2 separate regions of the Urocitellus parryii genome follow, and region 2 is linked to region 1. A link is a contact called in public Hi-C data. All regions are on one chromosome and are shown on one strand. The core of a region is the stretch at or near the end of the contact, and the rest is flanking DNA. Distances in the headings are between cores, read along the strand shown.

Evidence for each region. Hi-C and Micro-C count contacts between places; a contact is called where the count stands out from the background.
Region 2: a Hi-C map of liver shows a contact between it and region 1, with 4 times the contacts expected there. The contact joins the promoter of Sun2 here to the promoter of Rpl3 in region 1. A contact is called at or near these places in 2 of 2 Hi-C or Micro-C datasets (liver and muscle).

Annotation. Positions count from the first base shown.
Region 1 is chr5:9,318,432-9,324,546 of mUroPar1.hap1, forward strand. Rpl3 (ribosomal protein L3) reads left to right here and starts at 4,129. Exons shown (of 10, transcript XM_026411463.2): 1 at 4,129-4,162; 2 at 5,301-5,493; 3 at 5,957-6,115. The coding sequence starts at 4,160. LOC113198679 (small nucleolar RNA SNORD43) reads left to right here and starts at 4,647; the gene lies at 4,647-4,710. It also overlaps the pseudogene LOC113198655.
Region 2 is chr5:9,643,444-9,649,333 of mUroPar1.hap1, forward strand. It overlaps Sun2 (Sad1 and UNC84 domain containing 2), which reads left to right and starts at 4,089. Exons shown (of 18, transcript XM_026411449.2): 1 at 4,089-4,375.

The sequences.
Region 1 (6,115 bases), core at 2,879-5,378:
GTTATCAATATCTTGGCCTTAAGCTTAATTTTCTCTGTAAAAAGGGAACAACACAAAAACAAAACCAAAAAACTTCTTAAATAATTTGGCAGCAAAAACTAAATTAACCTGAAGTTATTAGGCAGCGTTGTTGTGGAACTTGAGGAAACACCTGGTTCTTGGGAAGATCTGGAGGGCAGGACCCGAGGTCATGGGACAAATGTGCAGCTATTTGTATTTCTCCTGCTATGTGTGACTGTCATCCCTCCCATTTGCAGTTTTGCTTTCCAAGGTTTGTAATCTGCAGTTTGAAAATATTAAATGGAAAATTCCAGAAATAAACAATTAATAAGATTTTGTTGTTGATGTTTTGGTGCTGGGTACTGAATTCAGAGCGTTGTGTATGTTAAAGCACATGCTTTACCAATAAGATATACTGCCAGCACTAAAAATTCATAAGTTTTTTTTATTTAATTTTTTTATTTAATTTTTTTCTTTAGATTTTATTAAATCATAAATGTACAACAGCTTCTTTACACATGGGGCTGGGGATGTGGCTCAAGCTGTAGTGTGCTTGCCTAGCATGCGTGCGGCCCGGGTTCGATCCTCAGCACCACATACAAACAAAGATGTTGTGTCTGCCGAAAACTAAAAAATAAATATTAAAAATTCTTTCTCTCTCTCTCTTAAAAAAAAAAAAAACTCTACACATGCACTTAAATTTTTTAAAGGAAAACATTATGTCTTAGTACATCATGATCCTGGCTAATAGCTTTTCAAAACTTTGAGAAAAATCTTAAAGTTTTCACATGTCACCTGAAACTTACAAATTTAACATATCAAAGAAGGAATGCTTCTACACTCTTACAAAGACTGCTAGAAAGAAACAATTAAAAAGCTAAGAAACCGGGCTGGGGATGTGGCTCAAGCGGTAGCGCGCTCGCCTGGCATGCGTGCGGCCCAGGTTCGATCCTCAGCACCACATACCAACAAAGATGTTGTGTCCGCCGAGAACTAAAAAAATAAATATTAAAAATTCTCTCTCTCTCTCCTCTCTCACTCTCTCTTTAAAAAAAAAAAAAAAGCTAAGAAACTGTCTCAAAGGCTTTCATTATTTTTATTTTTTACAATCCTTCCCCCACAGTAAGGTAATGTTATTAAATAATCTAATCCATTTCCAAAATGGCTCTCTGAATCTGCTCTGGTGTCTTCTGCCATATCATTGCATATTTATGTATGACTGAGATAAGAATTTCCTTAACACTGTTATTTCGATAACCTGAAGCTGTTGGGTTACCTTTGGGCTCTCATCCTCTCCTATTTATACAATGAGCATGCGTGCGGGCCGGGTTCGAAGCTCAGTATCGGCTCCTCCCACCATAACCCTCACTTCCTCCAGGACCATAATTTCCTCTACCACGTCACCCATGTTTCTGCCACCCAAGTCTCCACTCTTCATTAGACTATATTTAGAAGGTTGCTGGTTATAATTTCCAAAATCATTATAACTTCCACTTCCATAATTTCCTCCTCCTTAGTTGTCATAACCACCTCCATAGCCCCCACCCCGTTTCCATATCCAGATCCTCTACCACCACAGCCTCCTCTTCCTCCTCCATAACCAGGGCTATCTCCCAAATCACCACTTCCAGGTCCTCCTCCAGATCCATTAGAGCTATCCCCCAATCCACCTCCGCTTCCATATCCATCAGATCTTCCTCTAAAGTTGCCCTCCTCTTCCACTCCTGGAACTTTGGACTTTTTGCATTTCTTGTCTAGACAAAGCCTTTCTCACTTCTGCATTGTGACCATTGATGGTGTGGTATTTTTGCAATACCATTTTGTCCACAGGATCATGGTCATCAAAAGTAACAAAACCAAAGCCTCTTTTCTTTCCAGACTGCCTATCCGTAATTATCTCAATGGTGTCAATTTTCCCATATTCTTCAAAGTAATGTCTAAGGTGGTGTTCCTCGGTATCTTCTTTAATTCCGCCAACAAACAGCTTCTTCACAGTCACATGAGCCCCTGGTTTTCCAGATTCCTCTCTTGCTACAGCTCCTTTTGGCTCAACCACTCTCCCATTAATGGAATGAGGTCTTGCAGAGATGGCAGCATCAACCTCAGCCTTGGATGAGAAGGTTACAAATCCAAATCCTCTTCATCTTTTGCTTGCAGGATCCCTGATAACCACACAATCTGTAAGTTTTCCCCATTGCTCGAAGTAGTTTCTTAAACTTTCTTCTGTGGTTTTAAAACTTAAGCCACCAATAAAGAGTTTACGGAACTGTACCTTTTCTCTCTCCATCGCGGACTCAGTCGCTTCAGCCCCATTTCTCGCAGGCAAGTGAGATAAGAAAGATCTCCGCAGACAAACGCGAACCGGACTCGTCCTGGCGCTGTAGTGAGAACTGCCGCTGAAGAGCACCTCCACACAGGACCGGCGCTGCCGCTGCCTTTCTAGAACCGTCCTCGGACTAACTCCAATTTACTTTTAGAATGGACTTGGTTCTTTCTTTTCTTCTCTCTCCCAGCTCCTCCCTAATCTCTACCCTCCCTAATCTCAGGGGAAATGGGATTCAAAAATTGGTAAGTTTTAAGTGGTCTTTACTATAGTGTATATACAGCACGCGCTAGCGCGCGCGCACACACACACACACACACATACACACACACACACACACACACACACACACTTTTTTTTTCCCCTGCTATTTACCCAAATAACAAGACTGGGGATTGAACCACCCATGGGGGCTCTACCACTGAACTAAAATCCAAACGCTTTTTATTTTTTGAGACAGGATCTCAATAAGCTGCCCAGGCTGGCCTCAAGCTTGTGCTCCTCCTGCACCAGCCTCTGAGGGCACCATAGGTGCTCCCCACCTCCCGAAGCAATAGTTGTTCTATTATATTACTTGCTAGGGTTGATAATCTCACAATGCTCAATTGATGTTAAACTTTACCAAAGGGATGTGTTTGTGTGTGTATGTGTGTGTGTGTATCATATGTAGATGAAAAACATGGTGTATACAGCATTCAGTGCTATCTGCAGCCTCAGACAAGGGAGAGGAATGTCTTGGAATATTATCTCCCTCAGATAAAAAGCAACTATAGGGAGTCACATTTCTCTGTAGAGTGCAGAGAGGATAAATAACACAGTACACAGTATGTGCATCATATTAACTTTCTTTCTTTTTCCCCTGGGTACTGGGGATTGAACCCAGGGGCACTGGCTGGCTTTGAACTCGCGATCCTCCTGCCTCGGCCTCCCTCAGCCTCTGCAGTCTAGGATTATAGGCATGCGCCCTCGCGCCTGGCCTCATGTTTCCTTTCGAAAGATCCAAAATGTGCTGGATTTCAAAACACCACTGACTCCAACGATTTCCAGTAATAGATTGAGGACCTATCAAATGCTGCCTCTCAGGGACGCTGTGAGGGTTAAATGAGAGAATGGTTTTCACCCCACCGTGGGTGCCAAGGCCGTGCCCAGGATCACGACGCCCGGGTGGGAAGGAGGAGGTCGGGGCACGAGCGAGGCCAGGCGGCAGCCTCGGGGGTAATGCGGAACCTCAGGTTCCTGGGAAGATCTGGAGGGCAGGACCCGAGGTCGTGGCGCGGGCTCGGGACGCGGAACCCTGCAGCTGGATACCAGAACGACCCAGGCAGGGCTTGAGGGAGCTCGCGAAAGCCGTGCAACTAGCTCACCCCATCGAGCTGCTTCTTCAACTCCGAAACAAAATGGCAACAACGCCCATGTGGTTAGGCTTAAAACTGGCTATCACATGTGAAAGAAGCCTACAGCGGGGTTATTCAACCCCCGACGACTACAGCCATTTTTCTCTCTCATAAAGTTTGGCTGCTGCAGAACACCGTAGACCTGTCGCAGTCCGCGCGGTCACCCAGCGTTTCAGTATCTTTTTAATGAGTCTGAACTCTTCCGCTCGCCGTAGGGCCTCTAAGTAGATTTTTTTTTTTTTTTTTTTCTGAAACCTGCGTCCTCTCAGAATTTACGCTAGGTGTGGGAAAGCGTGCGTGGAAGTGGCGCCCCGTACGCCCCTCCAACCCGACGTCCGCCGCGGGCGCGCGCTCGCACGCCGGAAGGGGCGGAGACAAGAGGCTCTTTATATATCGTGTACCAAGGCCCAATCGGCCTCTACCGGCGGGATTTGGCGGCGCGATGGTGAGTTTCTTAATGGCGTCTTTGCTCTAGGCTTCAAAGTCGGCGTGGTGGAATCCGCCGCGCATCGTCGCCATCTCGGCTTGGCCGGTCCCGGGAGCTCGTTCTGAGAGCGCAGGGGATACAGTAGGGACTGCAGTGAGGCCTATTTTTCTGGAAACTCGCGAGGCCTGTGGGGAAGGGAGTTATGGAGGAATACCCTGGGATTTCGAGTCGGCCACCGAGCGGCCTTGGGGCGAAAGCTGGCCTGGACGCCCAATTGAAGCCGTAGATGGTTTCTGGGCTCCGACCTCGCCAGATTTTAGCGATAGTTGTTATTAATCCTCAAGAGCAATTTGCCGGGCCAGGAGGGCCTTGAGTGGGACGCCCGGTGTTCTGGTAAACGGGGGCCTGCGCATGCGCGAGGGGAGTCTATTGGCAAGAGTTTTAAAGGGTCCCTTTGGAAATACCTTGGTGCAACTTGAAGGCCTCTAGACTCGCCAGAAACCTCACATGATGAACTTATTGACGGGCGGACAGAATCTGTGTGCTGATTGTCATGTTCTGATTTGGCTCTGTGAGTCCTGTTGGCCTACTGTGTACCACGCTGGCTCTGTCCCAGGGGCCGGAGAGTACTATGGTACCATTATTAGTGACCAGCTATTGTCCCGTGAGTCGCTCCACTGGTGAGAATCTTGATGACAAATCATCTGTTAACATGGTTTTTAATATTCTAGTTCTCTTAGAGCACATAGGATGACCTTGTTTCTTGTAAAAATAGTTCCCAATCAACATTCAGAAGGAGGCAGTGTGTTGTGGGTGATCCTGGTCTTGCTGGGTGTCTAGTTAAGAGTCAACATTGTGGGATGAGTGTGCTGGGGCACATTGGTAATCCCAGCCACTCTGGAGGCTGACACAGGAGGAGCAAAAGTTCTAGGGCAGCCTCCGTGTCTTAGCGAGACCCTGAGCAACTTCCACCCTTTCTTGGGATAAAAAATGAAAATGCTGGGGATGTGGGTTCAATCCTTGGTACCAAAAAAAAGAGAAACTCGTGGTTGAGTATTGGGAAGCAGTGAAATGAGAGCTGCCTCTTGTTTGGGTGCTGATATATATATATATATATATATATATATATATATATATAAAATTTTTTCCCCCCCAGTCTCACAGGAAATTCTCCGCTCCCAGACATGGATCCTTAGGCTTCTTGCCTCGAAAGCGTAGCAGCAGGCATCGAGGGAAGGTGAAGAGCTTCCCAAAGGATGACCCTTCAAAGCCTGTCCACCTCACAGCCTTTTTGGGCTATAAGGCTGGCATGACTCACATTGTCCGGGAAGTTGATAGGCCAGGATCCAGTACGTACATGCTACTGTGTCGTCTAAGTTGGGGGATGGGAGTGTTGAATTTTAGGACTGATGTTTAAGTATACTTATGGAGGCATGGAACATGCTGAGTAAATTTGTGAAGAGCCACAACATAGTGATAACTTGGTGACCTTTCACTATCAAGGCTGGAATATACACTGCCTTTATTTACACTTGGTTGGCCCACAGCACTAGCTTTTAGCACTTAGTTTATATTGTCTACCTGAGTAAATTTAGATCTGTTATTACATACCATTGTACTTGGGACTCTTGTCCAGGCCACAGATTTGTCTGTTCCTAGAGATTGCTTAGGTTTCTAGAGAGAACTGAAGCCGTATTAGAGTCCTGATGTTGGGTTTAAGTTAAATGTAAACACTTGAAGGAGAAGGTTGTGTGTGGCCACCTTGTGTCTGCATTCGTGTCAGCTCACTCCTGTCCTATTTTCTGCCTTCAGAGGTGAACAAGAAGGAGGTTGTGGAGGCTGTGACCATAGTGGAGACACCGCCCATGGTGGTTGTAGGCATTGTGGGCTACGTGGAAACCCCTAGAGGCCTCCGAACCTTCAAGACCATCTTTGCTGAGCATATCAGTGATGAGTGCAAAAGGCGCTTCT
Region 2 (5,890 bases), core at 2,839-5,338, 320 kb after region 1:
ACAGCCAGCTAACTTGGCCTTGCATCCTGCCTGCTGACAGGTTGCCTTCTGAAAGTCCTATTCCCAGCAGGCTCCACAGGCTCCAAGTAAAATTTTAAAAATGGACTGGGGATGTAGCTCAGTGGTAGAGCACTGGCTTGGTATGCACGAGCCCTGGGTCCAATCCTCAGTTAAAAAAAAGAAAGAGAAATATTAAATATAATGGAACTAGGGTTGTGGCTCAGTGGTAGTGCGCTCGCCTAGCACACGTGTTTGATTCTCAGCACCACATAAAAATGAAATAAAGATATTGTGTCCACCTATGACTAAAAAATAAATACTTTTTAAAGTATCAAGTTTAGGGTATAGCCATCTTTGTACCAATATAACTTTAAATTATATATTTATTTTTTGGTACTGAGATGGAACCCAAGGTCCTGTGCATGCTGAGCACCTGCTCTACTACTGAGCTACACCCCCAGTCCCTAATTCTGTCCTTTTGTTCTTTTGGTTTTTGTTTTGTCTTAATGAAGGAAAGGGCCAGAAAGGTCTAATGCCAAGCAACCAGGCAAGTTATCACGTGGTTCTGCTCTGAGGAGCACAGTTGTCCCTGGTTCCCTGCTCTGGTTGGGGCAAAGCTGTCCCCTCCCCACCACGGTTTATGGAATCATGATGAGAGGAAAATGGAGCAAGAACAGAGCAAATGGGAGAGGAAAAGGGCCGCAGAGAGAAGAGCCTGGAAGGGAAGAGACGCTGAGTTGCAGAGGAGGGGAGGCATGTGATGAACCCAGCCTGATTCCATCTTCAGATTGGGAGCCATCTCGTCACAAAGTGATGAAAAGTTCATTTCTGTTTTATTATAAAATACTAGGATTTCTATTTGTCCTGACAACCTGATGTTTAAACTTGTTTGAAATTCCTGCCGGGGCTCCAAACTCACCCATGCCTGGCTCTCCCTGACCAGATAACAACCCTCCCTAAAACCTCAGCGGCACCTCAAAATTCTGAAGTTGGAATCTCAATTTACTCCCTACCTTAAAATGTTACGCCATGTAGATCATTACCCTGCTATCTGCCTTTGTATTATGCTTGCCAGAATCCTGTTAGCTGTACGTTCCCAAGACACCCCCCCTTTGTAAATTTTCATGCTACAAAGCCTTTTACCTGGAGAGCTGGGGCTGATCTCTAGCCCGGCTTTGGGAGAGACAGTCGCTGTCCTGCTTTTGTGTACACAGTACAACCTTGCTTTCATTTGATTTAAAATTGGAGTTGGTGGTCTTTTTTTTTTTGCTTCCTGGTTCAACTCATGAGGTGGGAGGGGTCAGGAGACAAAGAGTGGTGTCCTGCAGGAAGTCCAATGGGAGTGTCAAGTGAGGATGGTCAGGACAAGGGGAAGGTCCTGGCACAATTATGAGAACCTTGAATGCCAAGGCCAAGAATTTTCCAAGGGCCATTTGTCTTCTGTAGGAGATTTGCTGTAACAAATCTCCACAAACTTGGTGACTTAAAGCAACAGAAATTTATTCTCGCACAGTTCTAGAGACCAGAATTGGAAATAGGTAGCATAAGGTCATAAACAATGTGTCCTCTTCTCTGTGTCCCTATAAAAAGAATGTTTGGAATTGCATTAGGGCCCACCCTGATCATCCAGGGTAATCTCTCCCTTCAAACCTTAATCTCATCTGCAAAGACTTTCCATTCAGGTGACAGTCACAGATTCCAGGATTAATACCTGATAATCTGTGGGGACCACTATTCCACATACTGAAGGTTCACAGAGGCAGCCTGTGGCCCGAGCCTGGCATTCACAAACCAGGACCCTCTGGGGAGCAGTTCACTCTGGCCAGGCCATTGGTATAGAGGGGAGCAGGTTCTGCAGTGGAGGGGTGGGAATGTGGTGAGGAAAGCACTGGGGAGCACCTTGGTGATGGGGAGTTGAGAGGGCCCCTCTCCTACTTGGATGCCGTGGCTAATCTGAGTTCTCACTTTATTTTTTTTAATCCATTAGTTCCAGGTGGAGTTAATTTAAGAAATGTAGTCCACTTCAACATCAGTAACTTAATAATCCACTATATGAAAATAGACATTCAGAATAAACAAAAATCACTTTTAATTTTAAATGCACTTGATAACATTTAACATGGATTAAAAGTAAGGATGCTGCAATAATCAGGGGTCTAAAGAAATTACATAAAAGAAATAAAAGGCTACTCCAAATTCTAGAAATAACATACCAGCCCTGATGAACAACTAAAGAATATTAAGTAAATATTAAGTGAATAACATTATTATATAATATTAAGTGAATAACAATGGCTATTATTACTCTGAGTACTTATCATTGACTTAACATTTTTTATTTGATAAAAAATTAGCAGGAAAATTACAAGAAAAGCTTAGAAAAGAAGTGAAACTGTACTTTTGCTGTTATTAATGTTGTTATATAACTTAAAAGTGTAAAAACTTAAGTAATATAATACTTTGATATGAGATAAGTGTAATAAAGAATAGCTTTTCCTCCAGATTAGCAATAACTACCCAGAAATACAAAACAAAAAATTTATAGTAGAAATATTAAATACAAAATAATTAAAAGGAGGAAAGACTATCAATACATGAAATGAAATTACTATAACATTTTCAGTTTACAGAATATTAATATATTAAGTTCCCCCTTTAATCTGCTGTTCAGTACATAATTAGAGAGCAGCCAGCCCTGATCCTCAGCAAGCTCCAGGTCTAAGCCCAGGAGCAACAATGGCATTGTCCTAAGGTACCCTAAGGGCAGATGACACCACCCTTTTCAGGTGGGACAATGGAAGCCCAGAAAGGGGGGCTGCTTTTATCCAGAGTTGGGCTGGAGCCAACTCAGCAGGAGACCCTGTTTCCTCTGTTCCCTACCCCAGCACCTTCCTGCACCAATGTCCACAATTTGGTCATCTGTCTTGTTTCCTCTCTGCATTTCAAAAAAAGTGAAACAGCAGCACTCAGTTTCATCTTAAAAGAGCTTGTACAGGGGCTGGGGTTGTGGCTCAGTGGCAGAGCGCTCATCCAGTACGTGGGAGGCCCTGGGTTCCACCCTCAGCACCACATAAAAATAAATAAATAAAATAAAGATATATACTAAAAAAAAAAAAAAAGAGCTTGTACAGGAAGTGTCTGTCCCCAGTTGTACACTTGTGGTATCTGTAGAGCTGGCAGGTGGGAGCCAAGAGGAAAGACCCCTGGAATCAGAGGGCACTGTTGCTCATTCAGGATCAAGCGCTCATTCCAGGTTGGAGAAAGGTGGAACAGGTACCAGCTCTGCCCTCTGGGGCACCAACCGTGGCAAGCTCCTTCCTTAAAACAGAAAAGCTGCTGTGAAACTCTGGGGCTCTGAAAGATGGGGAGCCTCCTGCTAGGCCTGGGATCCCAAAGCCAACGCTGAAACGGAAAAACAAAACAATAAAATGGGCTTGGACGTGGAGGGATCTTCTAGTCTCAAATTTGCTTCTTTCTGTGTGGTTTTATGCAAGAAACTCAATACTTCTATTAGCCTATTTCCTTGTCTTTAAAATGGGTGTAGAAACAGCTGGCGTTAAAATGGGTGTAGAAATAGCTGGCGAAGAGGACAATTACTCAAGTGCCCGGGCGTTTAGCAAGCCTTCCCTGACGACCTTTACACGGAACCTGCTCTGAGCTAACAGCGCCAGCTCCCAGGGCGGCCCGGAGCCAGGGTCTTCAGCCCCCACCATTCCCGCGGGCCATCTTCCCGGGCCTGTGCCTCTCCAAACCTAACGTCCCTAGGGCCCTGGCACCGCAAACAGGGAGGTGTTCGTGGAGTGAGGCGCACTCGGGGCGATCTCTGGCATTCTGGGCCCCCAGACCGCGACTTCCGTCCACAGACACCCGGGTGAGCCCCAGCCCCAGAGCGGGCTCCCACCGAGGGCTACCGAGGCCGGGTTTGCACCTGCCGGTGCCTCCCACGCGCGAACTGAGGGGCTGAGAGCGCAGAGCGGCCCGGCCCACGCGGAGGGCGGGGCGAGCCGGGGCCTTTGTGTTCAAACCAGCCAATGGGTGGCGACGGTGGGCGGAGACGGCCGGCGGAGTCTGGCCAATGAGCTTCGGCCTGTCAGCGTTGACTGACGGGCGCACACATACACACTCGGCCACGCGCGCGCCGCCCGGCCCCACTCGCGCAGCGCGGGCCTCCGCCGGCCGCATTGTCCGCTTGCCTGCCGGTCACCGTCCGGTCCCGCAACACTGCTCCGTACCCGCCGAAGCCCCGGGCCCCGCCGCTGTGTTGGACCTGCGCGGGGCGCCGCCCGCGAGATCCCGACGCAGGAAAGGGGCGCGCCCCGGCGGCGCGACGGGCCTCGGACGCCCGCGGCCCGGTACGGAGCAACCGCGGCAGCAGGTAACCAGGGTGGTGGGTCCGCCTACCCTCGGCCCTGGGCAGGGCTGACCGCCGAGCCACGGCCGGGTCGCTCCCGCCCGGGCAGAGCTGCCCGGCCTGCTTCTTCCTCTCGGGGCCGAGCTGGGCCAGGCTCCAACCCCGCCGGGCGCACGCCCCTGGGCTGTCGGGCAGCGCCGGCGTGGAGCCAAGGCCAGCGCCCTGACTCATCCTGCCCGCCGGCCCCCGCCCCCAGGGCTGGCCGCCCCACTGGTCAGCCGGGAGGGCGGTGTCTCCGGGCGGGACTTCCCCGCGCAGCCTCCCGGGAGGAGGAGAGCAGAGACCCGGCGGCCCCAAACCGGCCCAGGGCAGTGCCAGAGAGGCCAGGTCCAGGGACTGGCAGTTCCCGGCCTGTGACGCCTGTCAGAACTCTGGGAATAGGAAGGAGGCCGGTAGTGCTCGGTTCTAAAACAAAAACAAAACAGCCAGTGTGGGGGGCGGGGGCGGGGCGGGGTGTGACTTCAGTAAGCCCACCTTCTTCCCCGGTGCGGGTTGGGCGTGTGGGGCGTGAAGGGAGAGGACAGTGAGCGCCCCGAGCGCCTTGCGTCCCAGTGTAAATGGAGTGTGAATAAACAGAGGAGTGAAAACGTCAGGTGCAAGATGTCCCAGATCTAGGTTAAATCTCAAGATCGGATGGATATTGCCTTTTACATTTGTGATGGGGCAGAACTGAGAAAAGAATGTAATTCTGCTCAGAAGTGTGGAATGGAGTTTTATTTGAGGGCTTCTTAACTGGTTGTATAAGAGGGGAGCGTTGATAGGTAAAAGATTTGGACTCCTAGAGGCTCACCTCTCCTTTGGGAGGATGGGGTCTTAACCTTTTCTATCTTGTGAAATCCAAACTGAAGGGTAGAGTGTTCTGTGATGGCAGGAAAGGCTTGCAGTTTTTAGCTTTTAAGCGTGCCCCTTGCCTGGCATCAAAATGTGAAAATTCTTGCCAAGCAGAGTCTGGGTACTATATAAACATGTGGTTTTTTTTTTTTTTTTTTTTTTTTTTTTTTTTTTTTTAAAGAGAGAGTGAGAGAGGAGAGAGAGAGAGAGAGAGAGAGAGAGAGAGAGAGAGAGAGAATTTTTTTTTAATGTTTATTTTTTAGTTCTCCGCGGACACAACATCTTTGTTGGTATGTGGTGCTGAGGATCGAACTACCGCTTGAGCCACATCCCCAGCCCATAAACATGTGGTTTTGTGTCTGCCCCCGAGCTGGAGGCTTCACCCTGCAGCAGAGCAGGGGTTAAGAGGAGGAGCCCCTGTGAGCTGTCAGGTGGGGGAGGGCACTGTGGGGTGGAACTACCTTATAAGGAGTGGAATACAGCCCAGGACCCAGGCCAGCTTCCTGCTTTGGCTACTACCAGTTCGTTACTTTACCAACACCAGCCAAAGCCAGGGATGGTGCCAGATGGGCATCCCATCTGGGAAGATGCCCATTAGCCCAGACAGGAAGCTGCTTGTTTTTCAAAAGAGGAGGTCCTAACTGGACA